Linked DNA regions of Ovis aries: regions 1 and 2 are each linked to region 3. The links are chromatin contacts, called in public Hi-C maps. All regions are on one chromosome and are shown on one strand. Each heading gives the region's core, a stretch centred on a gene start, on an enhancer-like site or on the middle of the called end of the contact. The rest is flanking DNA. Distances are from core to core; before and after follow the strand shown. Region 1 holds the start of MXD1 (MAX dimerization protein 1). Region 2 holds the start of TIA1 (TIA1 cytotoxic granule associated RNA binding protein). Region 3 holds the start of PCBP1 (poly(rC) binding protein 1).

Evidence for each region. Hi-C and Micro-C count contacts between places; a contact is called where the count stands out from the background.
Region 1: a Hi-C map of tail adipose tissue shows a contact between it and region 3, with 4 times the contacts expected there. The contact joins the promoter of MXD1 here to the promoter of PCBP1 in region 3. A contact is called at or near these places in 15 of 16 Hi-C or Micro-C datasets (blood, hypothalamus, liver and 7 more).
Region 2: a Hi-C map of liver shows a contact between it and region 3, with 3 times the contacts expected there. The contact joins the promoter of TIA1 here to the promoter of PCBP1 in region 3. A contact is called at or near these places in 3 of 16 Hi-C or Micro-C datasets (hypothalamus, liver and tail adipose tissue).

Annotation. Positions count from the first base shown.
Region 1 is chr3:38,461,676-38,464,375 of ARS-UI_Ramb_v3.0, reverse strand. MXD1 (MAX dimerization protein 1) reads left to right here and starts at 1,346. Exons shown (of 6, transcript XM_004005810.6): 1 at 1,346-1,655; 2 at 2,403-2,502. The coding sequence starts at 1,583.
Region 2 is chr3:38,173,986-38,176,685 of ARS-UI_Ramb_v3.0, reverse strand. TIA1 (TIA1 cytotoxic granule associated RNA binding protein) reads right to left here and starts at 1,350. Exons shown (of 12, transcript XM_060411993.1): 1 at 1,122-1,350. The coding sequence starts at 1,147. TRNAG-CCC (transfer RNA glycine (anticodon CCC)) reads right to left here and starts at 1,755; the gene lies at 1,685-1,755. It also overlaps the pseudogene LOC132659524.
Region 3 is chr3:38,312,006-38,314,705 of ARS-UI_Ramb_v3.0, reverse strand. It overlaps PCBP1 (poly(rC) binding protein 1), which reads left to right and starts at 1,277. Exons shown (of 1, transcript XM_004005809.5): 1 at 1,277-2,700. The coding sequence starts at 1,544. The coding sequence ends at 2,614. LOC105610458 (a long non-coding RNA gene) reads right to left here and starts at 792. Exons shown (of 7, transcript XR_003588681.3): 1 at 256-792.

The DNA of each region.
Region 1 (2,700 bases), core at 97-2,596, 150 kb before region 3:
AGTGCAAAACGTAGATAATTAACCTATCTAGTGGGGTTATTTTGAGGATTAGCAATAATGTAGGTAAATTACCTGACAAGCTATTGTTTTCACATATTGGCAACAATAAACTGTTTAAAAGCTTTGTTAAATATGTTCATGCTTTACTCATTTCTATATTCAGGAGTCTCAATTTACCAAGAGTTTTATTTCAGTTTTTTTTTAATGGAGCTGTCAGTGTATTAACAGTGTAACTTGGGTCTCGAGATAGCTTAAGGAACAATTCTTAAAAATTTTAGTTCTGTTCTGTTCTACGTACATTTATATTGGTACCACACACACACACACTAACACCATTTATAGCCGTCTTGAATAGGAAGTATTCTTTTTGAATGTTTTCCTCAAGAATAAAAGGGAAGGGAAGACTCAAAGAGATGTCAAACAAATCTCAGAATTCAACGTCAATCTGCAGGTACAGGAAGTTTCTGAGCTTTTAAAATCCACTCGCTTGAGGGAGTAATTAGCCAGCACTTAGGGCGGGGTATACAGCCTCGCGATTCCAGTGCTTTCTGGGGAGAGAAAAAAAAACGCTGGGTGGCGAGCACTGAACACAGTCTCCCCCGCCGAGCTCTACAGCCACGTGGCGCTCGCCGGAGCCCCAGGCCCACCGCCCTATCGGGCTGTCGGCGGGGCCTTCGGCCCCGGAAAGCCTGGAACCTCCGGGCCGCAGCCAGCAGACCCAGAGATCTGGCCCCGAACCCGAGCAGGGCAGAGCGCCCAGGTGACGCGCGGTGCCAGCTTCCACCCTAGGGGCGTCCAGCAGATCCCCGGAACTTTTCCTCGGAGACAGGTTCCGGCAACAGGTCCGAGGCGGGGTCGGTGAATCAGCGCGGCTCGGTGCCCGGGTCAGCCCTGCAATCCAATGCCAGTTTGGGGTAGGAATAGCCCGGCGTCTAACCACTAGCCATTCAGGGATCGCTAGCCAGGGGAAAGATGACGTCATCGTAGCTGGGCGGTGTCGGAAGGTCCCACCAATGGGAGACAGGCAAAGTGGCTTGCTTTCTGTATCTCTTGGCCAATACTAACAAAGCAAAAGGGGGCCCGGTTGTTGGTATAGAACCAATGGAAAACAGAGAAGGAGCATGAGGCGGAGTTGAGAATCCTGTCACCAATTGGAAAGAGGAGGTGGAGCCCGGGCCTTGTCAAGCGTGACCAACCAGGGAGAGGAGCGGACTCTGAGGGGCGGGGCCGTAGTGCCTTCCCCCAATCGGACAGGTCCGGGGGCGGGGAATTCTTTGGGGCGCCCAATGAGGAACGCAGCCGAAGTGGGCCTGTCAAGAGAAAGGCCTGGGGGCGGGGGGACGGTGAGTCGGGGATAAACACTCCGCGGCGGTGGCGGCTGCTGCTCTTCTGTAGGTTCTGTCACGGTGTCGGTGGTGCCCAGCTCGCCGGTCCCCTCCCCCTTCCAGCGAGCGTGGTCGCCAGAGAGGCTCTCTCAGCCCTGCTCTGCGGGGTCCATAGCGGGGCGCGGGTGTCCGGCGGCGGCGGCGGCGAGCCCGTGTCCAGTGGGGGTTGGTCCCGTGGCTCCGGCCCCCGGTGCAGAATGGCGGCGGCGGTTCGGATGAACATCCAGATGCTGCTGGAGGCGGCCGACTACCTGGAGCGACGGGAGAGAGGTGCACGGGGACGGGAGGGGGCCGGCCCGAGCTAGTCCCGGGAGCTCTGAGGGGCCTGGCAGCGGATCCCGGCGCCCAGCCTCTCCGGGGGTGGTTGGAGGAGCTGAGAGCGCGACCCGCGAGCGCTCCCAACCCCTCCAGCTTTCCCCACGCGCGGTCCGAAGGGAGGCCGTCGCTGCCCCCAAAGTCAATGAATGGGAGTGGAAAGGGACCACTGCCCCCGGGATCCTGAGTGCTTCCCCCTCCGCACCCCGTCGCGAATGGGGTGCCCGGGGCCCCCTCAGCCAAGCGCTTGGTTTACCTCACCCGGCTCTTCCCGGCCCGCCCCCAAGTGGGCCTGGCGCCGGGTCTCCCAGTCGGCGGAGCAGCGCCTCCCTTGCCCCGCATCCTCCGACCTCGGCTCTGGCTCCCGGTGTCTGGCCCCGCACCTTCGTCTGAGGCCGGTCCCACTTAATATACACCAACCTGCTGGACGTTGCCAATGGGAAACCCAGGCTCCTTGAGACTTGCTGTGTCTTTCTCAACAATGAGCAGCTGGAATGCTCCTTACACCTGCTCCGAACTGAGGGTATTCACTCAATTGAGAAAACAATCATTGTTCTAAGAATTCCACCTTGCTCCTTTTAATTATTTCCACAGTCTTCTTTTAATAAAAAATAAATCCATTTTTAAAAGGAAATACTGTGAAGGGGAGAGAGTGTTGACTGTTCTGTGTTCATTCATTAACTGGATCCTCCGGTTTTCTAGAAGCTGAACATGGTTATGCCTCCATGTTACCATACAATAACAAGGACAGAGATGCCTTAAAACGGAGGAGCAAATCCAAGAAGAATAACAGCAGTAGCAGGTAATTTGGTAAATATTTTCCTTTCTCTTTTAGGTTATGCCGCAGATGATACTGGGTTTTAACCCCGTAAATGAAGCGGCAATCGTGATTCAGTAATGTATACATAGTCCTAAGGCTTTGGAAGAAACCCTTCTATTTGGGTTGAGGGGACTGAGAAGAGAAGAGAAATGGAAGTGTTTTCTATTTCTTTATGAACTT
Region 2 (2,700 bases), core at 101-2,600, 140 kb after region 3:
TATTTTTTGGCGCTAAAAAAATAATTGACTACATTGTATTTCATAACAACTATAATATCAGAGTTGCAAAAAGAAACCCAAGAGTGTATTTTTTTTAATGCAGAGGGTTCTCAAATTGCCAGTATTCTAAAAATAAAAATAAGAAAGCTACGTCAAAAATTGATTGGGCTTTTTCTTATTTTCGAGAAAAGCAACAAAGGCAGGATCACCTCGTCGGATAGTACTTCGAAAAACAAAGGAGAATGCCTGGGGCGGGGGGAAAGCTACGCTACAAAGAAATGATCCCAAACTAAGACCACTTAACACTACAAAAATTCACAGAGGTGACTTAACATTTTAGTTAAGGTACTTATCAATTGTTGCTTTATTAAAAACTCCCCGCTCCTTCAACGACATATCAATCAAAAAAGTAGCAAGCGAAGATAAAAGAGCATTAAATCCACTTCCCCTCAGTTGATATATATCTCCGGGCGAGAGTTCCATTTTTAAAAAGCAGTTTCAAAATCCTTAGGGGGTCCGATTTGGGGCTTTTTGATCGGGGATGGGGGGTTGCCACAGAAAAAGAGCCAAAGAGAAGTTTAAGAAAAAACAATTGACTTTTTCCCAGTTGGCAACTGCGAGAATAAAGTTCACACCCATGAAAATGAGTACAAGGATTTTCAAGACAAAAATTCTTATCAATGAAAAGAAAATGAAAGGAAGAGTATCTGGAGAAAATCAAAGTAAAATGAAAGCGAGACGGCTGTAAAAATCAGAATAGGTTAATCGAGAAGCGGGGAGGGGATACGGGAGAGAAAGAAAGCATGGGACAAAAAGGCTGGCCGAGTTCTGAAAAGAGGTTTGAATGAAAGTCTTTTCTGCAGGCCGAAGGCCCGGGACGAGGCCAAAGGCCACGCTGTAGGGGCAGTTACGGTGTATGGACTAATTTAGAGGCTGAGCCCCATCTTCCATTTCGTCCTCACTGCCTGGGTCTCGGTCCCTAGACATCCAGGTGAGCGCCAGAGAGTAACCTTGATAGCACGGCGTCCACGGGGAACAATAGGCTGGGGAGCGGCGCAGAGCCGAAGGCTCGCTCCGGGACGATCACCATCCCGCCCCCCTCATCGCTGCCCCAGACTCACAGAGTCTTAGGCATTTCGTCCTCCATGGCTGCTGCTGTCGCGGCGGCGCCTCCAGGTCCAGCTCCCTACCCTTTACTACCTCACAAATCTTTTGACTGGCTATGGCTGCGGGATAGCCGGGTTTCTCGGCTGACCGGAGGTTACCCCGCCTCCTTCTTCGGCGGCAATTACACTAAACTGCCGGGCCCAGCGCGAACAATGAAGACCCAAAACAAGATGGCGGCGAGCCGGGAGCCTTGGAGCAGCCAGGGAAGTGACCCGGGCCGCGCAGGCGCAGAAGAATTTTGCACTTTCAACCTCCTGGCCGCCAGGCTACACCTCAGTCCTTATATTCACTTGTTGCGCAGCCGTGCTTCCATCGACGCCAGGGGGTTGTCTCAGACTGCGCAGGCGTAAAGGTTAACTGTTTAATGACTTGAGTAAACATTTTTGAATTGCACCTTCAGATTCGAATGTGTCAACAGTGATATATAGTAAGATATAAATCTTCATGGAAATGAAAAGTTGTGTTTCTAGAAGAAGAAAGACTCTAAAAACTACGCAAAGCGGGGACAAAAACAGCCTGCGCCGCCCGGGAATCGAACCCGGGTCGCAAGAATGGGAATCTTGCATGATACCACTACACCAGCGGCGCTGACGAGAATCTTTGCCGTTGAAATACCTTAGAACCAAGTACACGCGGACGTTCGTTCCCAAGTGAGGAAGATTTAGTCATTTAAAAATAAGAGTTTACCGAAAGTCTGTATAATCTGTTACTTTTCAGGTAAAAGATGATTTCTTTCATTTTGGTACGGTTGAATGGATGTTCCTACTTTTTCTGTATGGAAAAATCTCACTTAAAAAAAAAAATTTTTTTTTTAACTTAAAAGAGTTTCCGGGAATTTCCTAGCAGTCCAGTATTTAGGACTCCATGCTTTCACTGCCAAAATCAGGTTTAATTCCTGGTTAAGTATTCTCCAAGTCACGCGGCGAAGCCGGAAAAAAAAAAGGTAAGAGTTTCATTAAGAATTTGTCTTCTTGGTGTTAACCAAATTTTTGAGCCAGGAATATATCCAGATCTTTGAGGAATTTTTCTTTATATTTGAATTTCCTTGGTATAATCAATGTACACTGGAAAATATTTAAGAAACAGTTATTTAATACAGATCAATCCAAGAATTCTAAAACTGAAGGAATAAGAAGATATACAAATTTTTATCCTCTTCCAGGGAGGCAGAAAAATGTACGTCAGTATACTCATTATGCATTTTGTATTGCATTTTAAATTATGTAAAAAAAATTTTAAACATTGGGAAATGTACATGCCCCAAAATGTGATGTTTTCTTTGAAGTAGTTCATTTAGACTGCAGCACTTTTAGATAATCATTTTTAAAATTAAATTTAGAATCTGTGGTACATTCTTGGGATTTTATTCAAAGACATCAAATAATAATATTTTAAGGGTGAACAATACAAATTTTTAAAATGTATAATTGAGGAATTTCCTGTGGCCTAAAGTTAGGGTTCTGGGCTTTTTTTTACTGCCATGGCCTGGGTTCAATCCCTGATCTGGAAACTGAGTTACTGTATACGGACAGT
Region 3 (2,700 bases), core at 28-2,527:
GCATTCTAAAGTTTTCAGGGCGACCCCAATTTCTCGTTGGCGACGAATCCAGGACACGTGTCGCCATTTTGTGTTCAGCAAATATGGCGGCCACCCCCGCGGGGAAGGGGGCGGGGGACTGAGGGACCGCCACGTTAGCCGCTTTCCCTAAGGGATCCTAAAGCACACAGCGCACTCGGCCTGTTCTGTCAGGCTCAACCGAAGGAAAAGGGAACCGGCAGAAATCACAACTGGCGCACCAACGGCCCCAGCGACCTTTTATTAGCGGGCGGGCCGCTCGGCTCCACACCCTCAGGAAAGGTCCTCCAAGATGGCGGGCCCAGCTGGGGGCCGCCCCCGGACAGCGCGGGCGCGATGGCTGCGCTGAGCAGGGAAGGTGCCGAAAAGCAGCAGCGGGAGCGTAACCCTCGCGGGGGAAACCGCAGGAACCCCCCCAAGAGCCCGGATAAATGCACGCCATTGTCTTAAACGTGTGACGAGGCGGCAGCGACTAAAACGACACCAGCGTAGGAGGTGGGGTTTCTGCGGGCTTAACGAAGAGTTGCAAAATGCAGACAAAGCATTATGTAAATGGACGCCATTCTCTTTATGGCCCCGTTTCTAGCACTTCCCAGAAACCATCAGCACAGCCGCGACTCTGATGGCAGCGGCGCGGGATGATTTTAGTCTTTCTCCCCACCGGCTGCCGCCACAGGGCCGGGGCGGGGGTGGGGACTGGTGCGGGGCGCCCGGACGCTGAGGACGAAGGGGCCCCACGTGCCCGTCCAAGCGGGCGCCCGCCCCACAGGCTTCGTCTCGCCTCCCCTCCCCCCCGGAAGACCGCGGCTGCCCCTCCCGTCCTCCCCACACCCTTGCGCATGCGCTCTGATCTCCTCACGCGCACGTTTTAAACCCGCGGCGTCCTAGCAGCCGCCTGCAGTTACGGCTAGGGCTGCCCGTGTCGCTCCTCACTCAAACCGCTTTTGTACGGCGGGAAATAATGTGTCGCTCCCAAGCACAACACTGCCATTTCCAAACGTCTGCCGGCGCCTTCTGGGGTTAATAAAATACGTGTTCGTCTTAAAATTTTGCCGGAACCACAGCTTCTGCCCAGCGGTGCTTTATTTTCAATGCTAGCCTATTTAGAGAGTTTTTGAAAAACTACTCTATTGGGGTTGGCGCAATCTTGTGACCTAAAAAGGATGGGTCCTCATTTTTTTTTCAAGGGGTCCTGCGCAGCAAGCACTTCCGGGGTCAGAGGGTACGCGGGGTTGAAAGCGGGCTTCCCGCCCCGCCCAGACCGCCGAGGCTGCCGCCGGAGTCGCCACCGCCGCGCCCTCGCCCACCCGCCCGCCCGCCGCTCCCGGCCCCGCTCGCCCCCTCCGCCGCCGCCGCCCGCCCCTGCGACGACGCCGCGGCCTCCCGCCCGCGCCCGCTCGCTCCCGCGGCCCTCGCTCGCCTCGCGCCGGCAGTTTTGGGCCTACACCTCCCCTCCCCCCGCCAGCCACCAAAGACTTGACCACGTAACGAGCCCAACTCCCCCGAACGCCGCCCGCCGCTCGCCATGGATGCCGGTGTGACTGAAAGTGGACTAAATGTGACTCTCACCATTCGGCTGCTTATGCACGGAAAGGAAGTAGGAAGCATCATTGGGAAGAAAGGGGAGTCGGTTAAGAGGATCCGCGAGGAGAGTGGCGCGCGGATCAACATCTCGGAGGGGAATTGCCCGGAGAGAATCATCACTCTGACCGGCCCCACCAATGCCATCTTTAAGGCCTTCGCTATGATCATCGACAAGCTGGAAGAAGATATCAACAGCTCCATGACCAACAGCACGGCGGCCAGCAGGCCCCCGGTCACCCTGAGGCTGGTGGTGCCGGCCACCCAGTGCGGCTCCCTGATTGGGAAAGGCGGGTGTAAGATCAAAGAGATCCGCGAGAGTACCGGGGCCCAGGTCCAGGTGGCGGGGGATATGCTGCCCAACTCCACCGAGCGGGCCATCACCATTGCTGGCGTGCCGCAGTCTGTCACCGAGTGTGTCAAGCAGATCTGCCTGGTCATGCTGGAGACGCTCTCCCAGTCTCCGCAAGGGAGAGTCATGACCATTCCGTACCAGCCCATGCCGGCCAGCTCTCCAGTCATCTGCGCGGGCGGCCAAGATCGGTGCAGCGACGCTGCGGGCTACCCCCACGCCACTCATGACCTGGAGGGACCACCTCTAGATGCCTACTCGATTCAAGGACAACACACCATTTCTCCGCTCGATCTGGCCAAGCTGAACCAGGTGGCAAGACAACAGTCTCACTTTGCCATGATGCACGGCGGGACCGGATTCGCCGGAATTGACTCCAGCTCTCCAGAGGTGAAAGGCTATTGGGCAAGTTTGGATGCATCTACTCAAACCACCCATGAACTCACCATTCCAAATAACTTAATTGGCTGCATAATCGGGCGCCAAGGCGCCAACATTAATGAGATCCGCCAGATGTCCGGGGCCCAGATCAAAATTGCCAACCCAGTGGAAGGCTCTTCTGGTAGGCAGGTTACTATCACTGGTTCTGCTGCCAGTATTAGTCTGGCCCAATATCTAATCAATGCCAGGCTTTCTTCTGAGAAGGGCATGGGGTGCAGCTAGAACAGTGTAGGTTCTCTCATAACCCTTTCTGCTGTTTTCCCATGATCCAACTGTGTAATTTCTGGTCAGTGATTCCAGGTTTTAAA